Linked DNA regions of Zea mays: regions 2 and 3 are each linked to region 1. A link is a contact called in public Hi-C data. All regions are on one chromosome and are shown on one strand. Each heading gives the region's core, a stretch centred on a gene start, on an enhancer-like site or on the middle of the called end of the contact. The rest is flanking DNA. Distances are from core to core; before and after follow the strand shown.

Region 1 (4,620 bases), core at 617-3,116:
CCGCTTGGAAAGACCAAGTTTCAGGAGTTGCGCTCTAAGGTCGGACTGGTGGATGTAGACAGATTGCACCACAAGGCTTAGGAGGAGATTGATAGGAAAGTAATCCTTGATTGGTGCTAGTTTACTTATTCTGTTTTAGGAAATAGCTAATATGGTAGTAGTCCAGTCCTATATGGACAGATCTGGTCGGCAGGATCAGGGCTGATAGCAGCCGGTTTATTTCCTTGTAATGATTAGTTTGTTTCCATGTAATGGTCTATAAATATATGGCCTTAGAGGCTAAGAAAAGGCAGTTAATAGGGCGCCACCAAAACTTCTCTGTGTTCTGTCTCTGAGTTCCAGCATTCGCGCGTGTGTGTGAGACTGACCTGAGGAGGGAGGAGCTCGCCGGCAACCTGTAGAAGGTTGTCTCTCCGGCGTGGTTTCCAACAGCGCGGCGGGCAACGGAGGGAGTAGCGTTGTGGGTTTGCCGGTTGTTGGTGCCGTGAACCCAGGCCCGATTCCGGTGGACTGGGCACGCCGTACACGTCCCGTTCCTGTGGAAGCGTGGATGGACACGGGTAATCCACTAATCCATCGTAATCCGTATTGCATCTTAAGTTGCGTTTGGTTCAGTTTGGTCCAGCTTTGTGAGTTCGTTCTCTAGTGTGAAAAAGCTGACGTGATAAAAAAAACTAAAAGTCGTTTGGTTAAAACCGCTGTAAGTTGGCCACTTCAAATAAATTGTATATTGTTTATATATAATTTGTCTAATTATATCTCTTAATCAATATATCTAATGTAAAAATCAATTTTATATTTGTGTTCCTAATATTTTTATAAATAAATCAATTTTATAATTCTATTTTTAATATTTTTTATTATTTTTTTTGTTTCATTTATCGTACCACTTAATTATTTTAAAACATATTTTAGTTCTTATTTATCACATCTGTTTATTAATATAACAAACTTGAATAAGCAGCAAAAAGTATGGTTCAGGCTGCTTTCAAATTTATACTATAGAAAAATTGCCTTTTCAAAACATAAGCATGTTCAAAAAGCTGAACCAAACGCACCCTAAGCTGCTACCATGAATTCCAAAATTATACGGATCCTTGGATATCCCGAACTGTTTGTTATTCATGATGATTCAACTGTTCTCTCCGAAACAGGCTTCAGAACTGTTGTCTCCAACACACTGAACCGAACTTTGAAGAACCGAACTAAAATTTTGGTGTTTTGGTTTGAATTTTTGCGAACTTCAGCGTACAGTGTCGGCTTCGGATTTACCCCGAAACTGAGCCGGACTTTGCTTTAGGTTGATCAACTATGCATATTGATATGATATTATGTTTGACCTCAATAACTATACCATTTTCCGAATTGTATTGTAGTTTTGTTGGACTACTCGAATTAGAAGTATATTTTTACTTATTAATATTATTGTAATCTACCGTTTTTCACTTTATTGCTTGTCTATATAGAACATAATATATGTGGCTGACTAGGTGTTTGGTTATTTTGGTTTAAACCTAAAACCTAACCGAAAACCAAACACCGAACTACTCGGTTTTTGTTTCTACAACACACCGGTTCGGAGTTTTTGAATACCAAAGTTTCCAAAAAAAATGAACCGAACTTTCTGTTTAAACCGAATGGCCACCACTATTGAACACCTTTTAAAGTTCATAGACCTAAAAGAGAATGTATGTAAGGCTTACCCACGTTGCACTTCAGTCTTTTCGCTTCAAATATCAAATGGAGTGGCTGATTATATTACGTGAACAGTAGCCTGATTTGCATCAAATACCGTCAACTGTTTGCAACACCAGTGATTTTCAACTCCCAGCACAGTGCATCTCCTCTACCCCAGACACAGACAGTGAGCTGGAGAGAGAAGATTCAATGAACCCAGCAGATCCAGATGACAGAGAGAGGGGGCTACGAATTGCGCCCAACTTGGGCAACTTGCCTTCCTTGTTCGCCACCACATAAAAAGCCAGCGCCACCGGGCACTCCTTCCCCACCGCACCACCACCACCACCTCCTCCTCTTCCCCAAACCCGTCCGTTCCCTTCCCTTCATCCGGCTCCTCCGCCATTTTTTCCCTGTCGCGGTAAGCGATAGGGTTCGGCTTCGGCGTCCGACCTCTAAATCCGCCCTCGGATCCAGTGGTGCAGTTGCTTCTCCGCCTCTTCTTCGTTTTGCTTCTTCCGGCGTTCTCGGAGCAACCTTTGGCTTCGTCGACGGCGTTCTCGGTCCTTTGCGGCCCGACATGTCTCCGTTCCAGGGATACAGAGGTAAAGGCCCTTGCTTTTGGTTAAGGCGTAAGATTTGTAGTTCCAGTTGTGAGGATTGGATTTCCTTTTGCTTTGTTCTTACCGAGCCTTTGCCTCTTTTCTTGGATTAGGCGATGGGGTTCTCGCCGGCGTCCGGTCGCGGAAGCGCGTGTTCGCGACGGCGGCCGCTGAGCCCGTGACGGCGGCGGCCAAGAGACAGAAGCGCAGGGATGAGCCATCCCTGGACGCGGTGCCGGACGAGTGCCTCTTCGAGGTCCTGCGCCGCGTGCAGGGCACCCGCGCGCGCTGCGCGTCGGCCTGCGTCTCCCGCCGCTGGCTCGCGCTCCTCGCTGGCATCCGCGCCTCTGAGGCCGTGCTCGCCCCGGCCGCCCCCGCCGTGCCGGACCTCAACCAGGAGTACCTCAGCGAGGACGACGAGGCCGATCTGATGGACCACGACGGCGACGCCCGCGAGAGGACCCTCGAGGGCATGTTGGCCACGGACGCGCGCCTCACGGCGGCGGCCGTGGCCGGCCGTCTGGCTTCCGTCTCCGTCCGCGGGAGCCACCCGGCGCGTGGCGTCACCGACGCCGGCGTCTGTGCTCTCGCCCGCGGCTGCCCAGAGCTCCGCTCCCTTACCCTGTGGGATGTTCCGCAGGTGACGGATGCCGGGCTCGCCGAGATCGCCGCCGAGTGCCACTCGCTGGAGCGGCTCGACATCACTGGCTGCCCTATGATCACGGACAAGGGCCTCGTCGCTGTGGCCCAGGGTTGCCCGGAACTGAAGTCGCTCACCATCGAGGCCTGCTCCGGCGTGGCTAACGAGGGTCTCAAGGCAATTGGCCGGTGCTGCGCCAAGCTACAGGCGGTTAGCGTCAAGAACTGCGCACATGTCGACGACCAGGGTGTGTCTGGCCTCGTCTGCTCTGCGACAGCCTCGTTGGCAAAGGTCCGGCTTCAGGGTTTGAACATCACTGATGCTTCTCTCGCCGTGATTGGGTACTATGGGAAGTCAATCAAGGACCTGACCCTCGCTCGCCTCCCTGCTGTCGGCGAGAGGGGATTTTGGGTGATGGCCAATGCCCTCGGCCTGCAGAAGCTCAGGTGTATGACTGTCGTCTCCTGCCCGGGACTCACGGATCTCGCCCTTGCATCTGTCGCCAAGTTCAGCCCAAGCTTGAAGACTGTGAACCTCAAGAAGTGCAGCAAGGTCTCAGACGGATGCCTCAAGGAATTCGCAGAATCGTCCAGGGTCCTGGAGAGTTTGCAGATCGAGGAGTGCAGCAAGGTTACTCTTGTGGGCATTCTTGCTTTCCTCCTGAACTGCAACCCCAAGTTCAAGGCTCTCTCCTTGTCCAAGTGCATCGGGATCAAGGACATCTGCTCGGCACCTGCGCAGCTCCCAGTATGCAAGTCGCTGCGTTCCCTGACCATCAAGGATTGCCCAGGATTCACGGACGCTAGCCTTGCCGTGGTGGGCATGATCTGCCCTCAGTTGGAGAGCATCGATCTGAGCGGTCTCGGTGCAGTCACCGACAACGGCTTCCTTCCGTTGATGAAGAAGGGTTCGGAGAGTGGGCTGGTCCGTGTGGGCTTGAACGGCTGCGAGAGCCTCACGGACGCGGCGGTTTCCGCCTTGGCGAAGGCCCACGGCGCTTCTCTTGCGCACCTTAGCCTGGAGGGATGCAGCAAGATCACTGACGCCAGCCTGTTCGCCATCTCCGAGAGCTGCAGCCAGCTTGCCGAGCTTGATCTCTCCAACTGCATGGTGAGCGACTACGGTGTCGCGGTCCTGGCAGCGGCGAGGCAGCTCAAGCTGCGTGTCCTCTCGCTGTCTGGCTGTATGAAGGTGACACAGAAGAGCGTTCCTTTCTTGGGCAGCATGTCTTCATCCTTGGAGGCGCTGAATCTCCAGTTCAACTTCATCGGTAACCACAACATCGCTTCCTTGGAGAAGCAGCTCTGGCGGTGCGACATCCTTGCTTAGAGGGAACAAGGGCGATTGGTTGCTGGAGACTCTGGGTCAGCAACCTTTTTTCTCCAGATGCAGATACACGACCGTAGGGGTAGCATATACTTAAGTCTAAGCCTCGTTAGTTGAGTCTGGTTTCTGGCTCGTGTTTGTGTCTTGGTGGGGGGTCTCTCCCGTTTGTCTTAGGGCCGGTTGTTTTCCGAGGGGCGTTTTTTTGCCGAGGCTCGTTTTTTTTGCAGGTATCCTCCTGTGAGGATCTCTGTTCGCTGAGCCTTTGGCAGCCATTACCATGTGGCACCCTGCCCCCCTCCATACCAACCTAAGCCCTTGTGATCAGTCATTCCACCATGCAGTTTCTCTCAAGTCAGTGTTTGAAGCTCAAGTATT
Region 2 (4,620 bases), core at 1,474-3,973, 230 kb before region 1:
ATCGTCACGATCTCTCCAGCACAGGATTTCTTTGTATGCTGATGACGTCGTTATGTTTCTAAGGCCTGTTGCTTTTGATATTAATCTGGTCCTGGATATCATCAGGCTGTTTGGTAGGGCGGTAGGGTGGTAGGACCTCAAGCTTAAAGACAAATGTACAAAACAGTAGTGTATATCCTATTCGTTGTGGTGATGAGGACTTGAATTGTGTGCGGAATCTACTCCCTTGCCCCATCTCGGAGTTCCCATGTAAGAATCTTGGGCTACCACTCTCGGTGCGAAAGCTTTCAAGGGCGCATTTTCAAACTATAGTGGATCGGGTGGCTAGTCATCTGCCCGTTTGGAAGGCAGAGTTGATGACAAAGGCTGGAAGAGCTACATATGTGCAGTTTGTGATGAAAGCAAAAATGATTTATGCTTCTTTGGCGTTAGATCTCCTAGCTTGGGCCATTAAGGCGATTGACAAGTTACGAAAGGGGTTCCTTTGGAGAGGAAGGAAGGAAGCCAACGTAGGTCATTGTCTTCTAGCTTGGTCGAAGGTTACTAGGCCCAAAGATTTGGGTGGTCTTGGGATCAGTGACCTCTGGAATCTTAGCTGGGCTTTACAAGCACAATGGCCTTGGTTACAAAAACTGATCATTGCAGACCATGGTCTTCTATCCCCATTCGTGTGTGCCCGGAGGTGCAAGTGCAATCTCTTGTGGGAGTGGCAGTTGTGACACAGCTTGGGGATGGTTCTAACACCCTTGTTTGGAAAGATCGTTGGTTGAATGGCACTTGTATCCAAGACTTTGCACCTGCGTTGTTAGGGTTGGTCCCTAGACGTCTGATTGATTCCTTAACGGTCCAAGATGCTCTCCCAGGTTTTCAATGGATGACAGGTTTGAGAGGTGCGCTTTCCAATAAGAGTTATTGCTGAGTTTCTTGACCTCTGTGAAGCTTTAGAATGCAAGGTGCTGCAGCCCGGGGTACAAGACCAACATTTCTGGAAGTTTGCTGCATTAGGTTCCTTTTCTACAGGTTCAGCTTATAGGGCTCTCTTTCAAGGAGCAGTAGAGTTTGGACAGGCTGAAAGGGTATGGAAGTCCTGGGCCCCTAGAAAGTGCAAATTTTTTTATTTGGTTAGTTGAGCACGACAGATGTTGGACAGCTGATCGACTCGCCAAGCGAGGTCTCGACCATCTGGAGCGGTGCTTGTTGTGTGATCAAGATGCTTAATCAATCAATCATTTGCTTGTTGGGTGCTTCTTTCCCAAACAATTCTGGTTTGAGCTCTTGAAGCTTGGATGCTAGCAAGTAGCAAGGTCTCTGTCCTCAACAGGAAGACCATTCCTTCGAGACATGGTGGATGAGTAGCAGCTCTAGAGTGATTGAGGCAGCAAGGAAAGACTTCAACTCTTTAGTTACTTTAGCAGCCTGGATTATCTGGAAGCATAGGAACATGTGTGTGTTTGATGGTTGCAGTCCGAGTCTGGTTGTGGCCCTTCGGGCAGCAAGGGAGGAAGTTGTCCTTTGGTCTCTAACAGAGATAAAAAAGCTTTGTCTTTCCTTCGGATAGATGAGCTCCTGCTCTAGCTGTGTGGCGGAGCTTTAGGCCTAGCTAGTGCTAAGGTGTCTGTAGAGTTCTTTGCTATGTGTGTGCGTGTGTTTTTTTCCTGTACTCTAAATTCTGGCCTCCGTAAGGAGGTTTTCTTGTAACTGGTTCATTTTGGACCTCTTTTTTCCCCTTCTCAATATATTTGATGTGCAGTTCGATTCCAGAAAAAAAATCTGTAATACAAACATAACGAGTGATCTTTTGAGCACATTGAACCAACTGGAACATGCAAAAGGAGAGAAGCGTAAATTTCTACGTCTAGCATGTCTGTTGTCTGAATATTTTAGTATGTGGCAAATACAAGCAATATTTGGGGAAATCAACATAATTCTATGAGATGGATTCGCATAGCAGATCAGTTCCAGGATGCAGGGAGCACATTCCCACTACACCCAAGAAGCATGTAGGAAGTAAGCACGAAACTGCAGGAGAACGGCAAGCGCAGCACTTACTCGCGAGGCTATCTTGGCCCACTTGGGGCCCCACTTGAGGTAAAACTTCAAAATCTTGTCGATCTCCTCATTGTCGAAAGACCCTTTCTTGAGATCGGGCCTGAGGTGGTTGGTCCAGCGGAGGCGGCAGCTCTTGCCACAGCGATTGAGCCCGGAGTTGCGCTGCACCTTGTTCCATTTCCCCTCGCCGTGTGCCTCGACATAATTTTTGAGAAGCTTATCTTCATCGGGACTCCAGGGGCCCTTCTTCAGCTGGGGCGCGCCGCTGGGTTTTTCGCTGGCGGTCTCCCCGTCTTGGTCGTCGGGCGAGACGTACCCCGTCTTGGCCTCATCCTCCAGTAGAGGGTTCTCGCCCACCTTCAAGTTCAACACTTCCCCCGCCTCCACCACCGTCATTTTGAACTTCGACGAAAACTGGATTGTCCTCAAAAAGCTGGAGATCCTCAAATCTACTGCAAGGAATTAAGCGAACCGATACAATCAAATAAAGTCTAGTAATCTGATCAGGAGGTGAGTCTTAATCTAATCCAATCAAATAAAGTCTAATAATCTGATCAGGAGGTGAGTCTTAATCGAGGTCAAACCTCGGTGGGCAGGGGAGGGAAGGACCGCGGCGGTGGCGGAGGCCGAGAGGGTGGGGGCAGCGTTTGGACTTTGGAGATTACGGCGGGTGGACTGCTCCCCTTTTTAGGCCATGTTCGGTTACTAGTGGTTTAAGGGGATTAAAGAGGATTAAATTTTCTCCTATTCAATTTAGAATAGGAGGGGATTTAATCATCTTCAATCCCCTCCAATCCTCTAGAAACCGAATAAGCCCTTATGAGGGCGGACTTACGTGACTGTTGTCGGCTGGGAGTTCTCGTGCCGACAACCCGGTAAGCGGCCCACTCGTAACTCGTCCGACGACGGCACGGCCCACAGCTTACCCGTCCACATTAGCCTAAACGACATGCGGCCCAGCGCAAAAGAAATAAGGGAGACGCGAACACCAACAGGGATCGAAACAGTAACCTCCTTGTGAACGTAAATAAATAAGTCACCCTTCTACCAACAAGGTTGCTGTGATCTTTTGTTATAAGTAGTTAAGTACTAGAAAATTAAAGCGCCCGACCAGTCATATATACACAGTCATGTATATACATGATCTTGTGAAATCATATAGTGCATTCAACAAAAGCCGTTTATATATCACTAAAGTGCAAATCTGAGATGAAAGAGGTGCCTCATGGGCTGAACTATAACGCGGGACCAGATTAATGCGAGCAGCAACATACATTTATATACATACTAGTGTGTTGATCGTGCGTTGCGACGGCTTACAACAATACCCATGTAAATTATCCACCAAAAATTTTTAAGGTTTTTTATTTATTGTATCCGCTCTCTGTATAATATTTTTTGATTTGGCTAACTGATGTTATTATTTACTCCATCCAATATGTATTGATACAACACGGCCAATAAAGTGAGCGATTAGAAGAGGTTTCACAACGACTGACTGAACGAACATATATTATAAAATGATATAATTCCACCATACAGAGACCAAATAAGAGAAAATTTGTGAGTTCAAGTTTCTAAAATAAGTCACATGAATTCAAACTTATAAAAAAGATATATCAAAATATGGAGTGATTGCTAAAGTCAAGCATCAATGAAAACTGGATGCGCTCCATATAAATTATGCTACTTCGTAACAATTACTAACATTTAAAACCAACAAATAACTTTCCATTTTATTGTTAGTATGACAAATCATTGTTGCTCCATCCAATTCAGCAACTTCAAACACCATGGAGTCCATTGCGCTAATGTGGTCTCAAAAATGACCTAATACTTACAAGAGCCAAGAACGTTGTGTCATGCTTGGGTTGTAGCCTCGGCCCGTAGTGCTGGTCCGACTCGACACGATTATATATTTTTTATTTTACAAAAAACGTATATACATATATATATAATTTATATTCAATATTAAAAACATTTCAGCACGATGTTCTACTGGTTAGATAGCTTTACCCTGTGTCTCCCTCCCTTCTTCCATCAGGGCATGGGTTCAAACCCCACCTCCTTAACATTTTACGTTGATTTAATCAAATGAGTCGACGTCTCAGCATGATGTTATATTGGTTAGACAGCTTTATCCTGTGTCTCCCACCCTTCTTCCATCAGGGCATGAGTTCGAACCCACCTAACGGCTGGCCCGACACAGTTAGCAGGCCAGCATGACGTGCCTAGGCCAAAGTTGTGGCCCACGGGCGTCTGGCCAGTGTCGGGCCGCTGTTTGGCCATCTATAGTCGTGCAGCGGATTAATTTGAAATAATTGTGAATGGTTATTTGTAAAAAGATAACGCGAGATGACTGTTGCAACTGGTGTTTTATCTATAGTATAGATATAGATAGCACATGCATGTCTTGGGCAGCAAAGGATGTTTGTTACTTCTTTTTATTTGTCGCGTTAAGTACATAAACAACACGGTTTTGCAACCTTTCAGTTTAAACAGAGAAGGTCTAAGCCGTCCATACAAGGACAGTGCCCAGTCGGCAACTGATCACACCGTTGTCTGCATGAT
Region 3 (4,620 bases), core at 1,301-3,800, 150 kb before region 1:
AGACTCTATACACACTTGTGTTTGAGACATAACCAAGTAAAAATCCTTCTACCGCTTTAGGAGCAAATTTGGAATTTCTACCTCTCTTAACAAGAATAAAGCATTTGCTCCCAAAAACTTGAAAGTAAGAAACATTGGGATTTTTACCAGTAAGGAGTTTGTAAGATGTCTTCTTGAGGATTTGGTGAAGGTAGAATCGGTTGTTAGTGTGGCAGGCAATGGTGATTGCTTCCACCAAAAACCGATCCGATGTCTTGTACTCCTCAAGCATGGTCCTCACCATATCCATAAGAGTCATGTTCTTTCTCTCTACAACACCATTTTGCTATGGTGTGTAGGGAGAGGAGAACACATGTTTGATCCCCTCCTCCTTAAGGAAGCCTTCAATTTGACCATTTTTAACTCTATCTCATTGTCGCTCCTGATCTTTTTGATCCTCAATTCGAACTCATTTCGAGATTGTCTCAAGAATCTCTTCAAGTGGGAAAGCCAATAATCAAGGTCCAGGACTCGCGCAACCACCCATATAAGTCATGGATGCAAAAGAAGGAGTAGGTAAGACAAGACAGTTTAGATTCTCTAGATATTTTTATCCTTATATATCACATGACTTAATGGCATGCAATATCTAATGGGTCCAAAGGTGCACACATGGTATCTGAGTTAGAACCCCTAGGGAGCATTATATTACTCGAAGACCCTTGGCACCCAAGGATCAATTGATATGTAAACATATAGGTCATCGAAATACCCTCGACGCCTAAAAATGTCCATCGTGTGAAGGCATCGACTACTTGAAATCCCTTAACACTCGAGGAGCATTTAGTGCATGAAGAACTAAAGTATATGGGAACCACCGTCACCTACTTTTGGATATCAACATAGTTCCTGAAGAATGGAAGTCATTTGGCTAGCTTATCACTAAGTCCTTCTCATATTCATATAAGGTACAAGGGTACCTCACCATTTGTATTTTAGCCCACATCTACAAAATGGGACAAAGAAAACCAATATGAGTCCTATGAACACCTAATGCAATAATATACATGATGTTCAAGAAAACAAGTGTGGATAGCTTGTATTTCAATCTTTATGGGATATGATTCAATGTTGTGTAACTAATTGAAAACGTCTCTTGGTCGATATTTCTTGTAAATCTACCCCTAGCCTATGTATGGAGGGGTAGGGATCCCCCAATTGGTATCTACTCGTTCATTTTAGGTATGGTTATAGTCTGTAGCTAGCCCTTGCAATCCGAGAATGCAAATAAAAAGATTTACTTTAAACTAGACATAGGGTATCACATACTTGAACCACTATAAACTATGTGTCTTGTATGCTATACTTCTAATGTTCGACACATAGATATACTGATCCGCATTGCCAAAGTTAATACTTTTGACCAAATGTGAAGGGCAAAATATCCAACATACATTCTGTCGTCCAAGGCGACATATGGACCATCATCTTAGCAACCAAGTTTGCAACTTATAGCTCGTCAACTACATGATGACTGACAAATTCTAGTGTACCTTTTGAAGACAAGAAAAACAAATCAGTTTCCCCTTTGGTGGCTTTCTCCCTATGTTAAAGATTTCAACAATCTCAACTATGAAGTTCAAGCACCACCTTACAAGATCCGAAGATCAAAGAGCAAAAAGGTTCACTGCTTGGCACACTAAACAAAGAGGGATACCTTCATTAGTCCCTCTTTTTCATGTTCGAGCCCTAGTCGATCACCGCTGTTATTTTTTTTTGTCATGTACAACAAGTTCTTCAAGAGGTCCATTATTATATGACCTCTTCTCTATACTTTGTTTCTAATACCAACTAAGTTCTCCCTTAAAAAAGGGCTAATGAAGATAGAGGACTATTCGAAATAGACTAAAGGCTAGTTTGGAAAACCAGATCCCCTTCAGAATTGGAGGAGATTGTGATGGAAATGAACTAATTTCTTCTTCAATCACCGAACTAATTTTTTTTTCAATCCCCTCTGATTTTGAAGGGGGTTTAAATTTCCAAACTAGCCCTAAAGATTATTTGGTCGAAGTGGTTGACTTTTAACCTCTCTGTTAGGTTATTTGAAATGGTAAAAGAAAACAGAGTTGGAGATTCACTATTGAATATTAGGTCAACGACCATAGATTACCATAAATTAATTTAAGGATTTGTTTGGTTAGAAGAGTTCTAAGAGTTCCATTGATTAATTAAACCCTCAATCCTACTAACCAAACAAGCCGTAATTTTTTTCTAATTGTACCACGACTACTTATTAGCTAGCTTTTATTATTGTCTTGTTCGCGCGGGTGAAGCCAAATGCAATTTCATTATCTAGTCCGCGCGCTGCGAGTGGGGCTGCTCTATTCTTCTCACCGGCCGGCTAGCTAGTTGCTTTGTTTGCTCCCCCCGACACGTGTGTACGTGTGTAGACTAGGAAACAGGCTACTTGTACTTGTCCTCTCGAAGCCAACGTACTACTGTTGTAGATCCTATTCCTATGTAGCCAACGTACACCTCACCTGGCTGTGTCTTGTACGTATCCAGCACCGAAAGCGACCTGCACACACGGATAGGAAAAGGCTAGGTCAAACAACAGACACACCCCAGGTGGACGGGACGCATCTGCATCTGCAGAGCTCAGCACGAGCGCACACGGCAAGAACCACCCGTAAACTAGCAAAGCGCGCATGACTGCAGGCATTGCAGATGCAGCAGCTAGCAGGTTCGTTGCACCTCTGAATCAGAGACGGAGACGCATGTAAATGTTATGATGTATCGTGGACGTGGAGTGGAGTCGTTCATGTACTACTGCTGTACGTGCTGCCCACACCGTGCCGTCGTCAAACAAGGCATGCACCGCGCAGTTTCTCAGCTAGCTACGGCAATTGCCTTGAATTCAAACTCGCTCGTCTTCTAGTTTCGAACTGATCAACGCATGGTCGTACTAAGCAACTGAGGAGGATGTATATGGCCGGCAGACAATAAGGAACCAAAAGTGTGTGCGCTAGCTGTAAGCGACATCTCATGACATTCAAGTTTTGCTCCAACATGCATGCAATATGGACAGATAGATATATGTGTGTTGGGACATAAGGACATTGTATAAACTTTTTTCTTACGTCAACAACTGGAGATTAAAATTGTTAAAAAACATTTTGCATTGTTACCATTAACATGTACTAGTAGTTACTAGTCTATATAAGCAAGGCCAGGTCAAACAGTCAAATATAAGGATCTATTTAGATTTCATATTTTTTGTCTATAGTTTTTATGAAGTTGGTTAAAATTTAAACATCACACATTATATCTTCTGTTCATAGCCTCAATATTATAGATAAAGTGGTCTAGAATTTACTGACCATAAAATCTAAACAAGCCCTAAGTATCGGGTGACCATACCATATGCAACATAATATAGTAAGGGATACGCACACCGAGGTGGCGATCAAATACTAATGAATATTGGGAACCGTATTCACGCGCTAAACGACGTCTTTGGGGGAACATACAGAGGAGGAGTATTATCCGTAGCAACTTGCAAGCCAGCATGCAGTGCGCCAGCTTGACAAAACAGCTAGGTTTCATTTGTTTAGGGCTGGATCAAGTAGTGGTTCCTTGGTCATCATCACTGTACTCGCTGTACAAGATCTACCCATATGCAAATGCCCTGGATTCAGCTCCCCAACGCAACAGGAAAACGAAGAATTCTGACGGCCGTATTATTTCTGACGGCATGAGGGGCAGCCGTCGGATATAACATTTGTATCTCACGGTTTCAAACGGCCCTCGGACATTAACTTATGGCTGACGGCTTATTTGTCAGCCATCGACATAAGCCTTATGTCTGACGGCTGTCAGCCATCGAACATAAGACTTATATATGTCCGACAATTTCCCTAGCAGCCGTCAGACATAAGAAGTTTTTAGCAAACAGCGTCTGAGCGCGCTGTTTCATTTTAAGCACGAGCTCTCTCCTCTCAGTCTATACCTGACGCCGCCGCTCCAACTCTGCCTCGCCGCCGCCGCCCTCCTCCTCACCGGCGCCCACGCCCACTCGTTGGCAGCCGAGCACGCCTCGGTGGTCTCGCGCCGCCTCGTTGACTACCGAGCCTGGCCTCCCCGACGCCCACTCCTCACTCGCCGGCGCCTTCCGACGCTACGCCGGCGGCCACCTCGACCCAACCATGGCTCACGCCCGCAGCCTACACCTGTATCTGGTGCCTTCGTCGATCGTGCCCGCGTCGTCGCTATGTTAGTATTCTTGATCTTGTGTTGTCTGCAAGTAGTTATTTTATGTTGAATTAAATGATTTGTATGTTAAATATTGTAGTTTGTTATGTCCGATGGTCGGAATTTGATTATATAATTAAATTAGCTTGTTTTAGCTCATTTAATGGTGCTTAGATAATTTAAATTTTTAATTTCCAAGGGTAATTATTATGCCATCGGAAATAAGGTCATTTTTATATAATTTGTTACCTATGACAATGTTATTTCATATATAATATTGTATTGATGGTTTATTAGTTGAACTATGTAATAATGTACGACGGTTCTAGTTATTCGTATTGTATCATAGTGTCAACAACCGAAACCTAGGCGTCACCGTTTTGGCCCAAC

The links. A called contact is a pair of places that touch in the nucleus more often than the background predicts.
Region 2: a contact with region 1 is called in a Hi-C map of ear, with 2.4 times the contacts expected there. The contact joins the promoter of LOC103638691 here to the promoter of LOC100279655 in region 1. A contact is called at or near these places in 2 of 25 Hi-C or Micro-C datasets (ear and tassel).
Region 3: a Hi-C map of ear shows a contact between it and region 1, with 3 times the contacts expected there. The contact joins the enhancer-like site here to the promoter of LOC100279655 in region 1. A contact is called at or near these places in 6 of 25 Hi-C or Micro-C datasets (bundle sheath, ear, endosperm and 2 more) and 1 of 3 datasets of contacts at active chromatin or transcription factors (leaf).

What each region holds. Positions count from the first base shown.
Region 1 is chr9:95,691,564-95,696,183 of Zm-B73-REFERENCE-NAM-5.0, forward strand. It overlaps LOC100279655, which reads left to right and starts at 1,867. Exons shown (of 2, transcript NM_001351797.1): 1 at 1,867-2,282; 2 at 2,393-4,620. The coding sequence starts at 1,907. The coding sequence ends at 4,248.
Region 2 is chr9:95,460,477-95,465,096 of Zm-B73-REFERENCE-NAM-5.0, forward strand. It overlaps LOC103638691 (transcription factor MYB3R-2), which reads right to left and starts at 2,724. Exons shown (of 4, transcript XM_035962609.1): 1 at 2,634-2,724; 2 at 2,050-2,498. The coding sequence starts at 2,445.
Region 3 is chr9:95,543,696-95,548,315 of Zm-B73-REFERENCE-NAM-5.0, forward strand. No RefSeq gene overlaps it. Among protein-coding and RNA genes, the nearest start is that of LOC103638692, 59 kb to the left of the region's middle. Within about 2 kb of position 2,551, at least 16 of the 20 cell types and tissues checked have an H3K27ac peak or open chromatin away from gene starts, as enhancers often do. A contact at or near this core is called in bundle sheath, ear, leaf and 1 more, where this site is marked.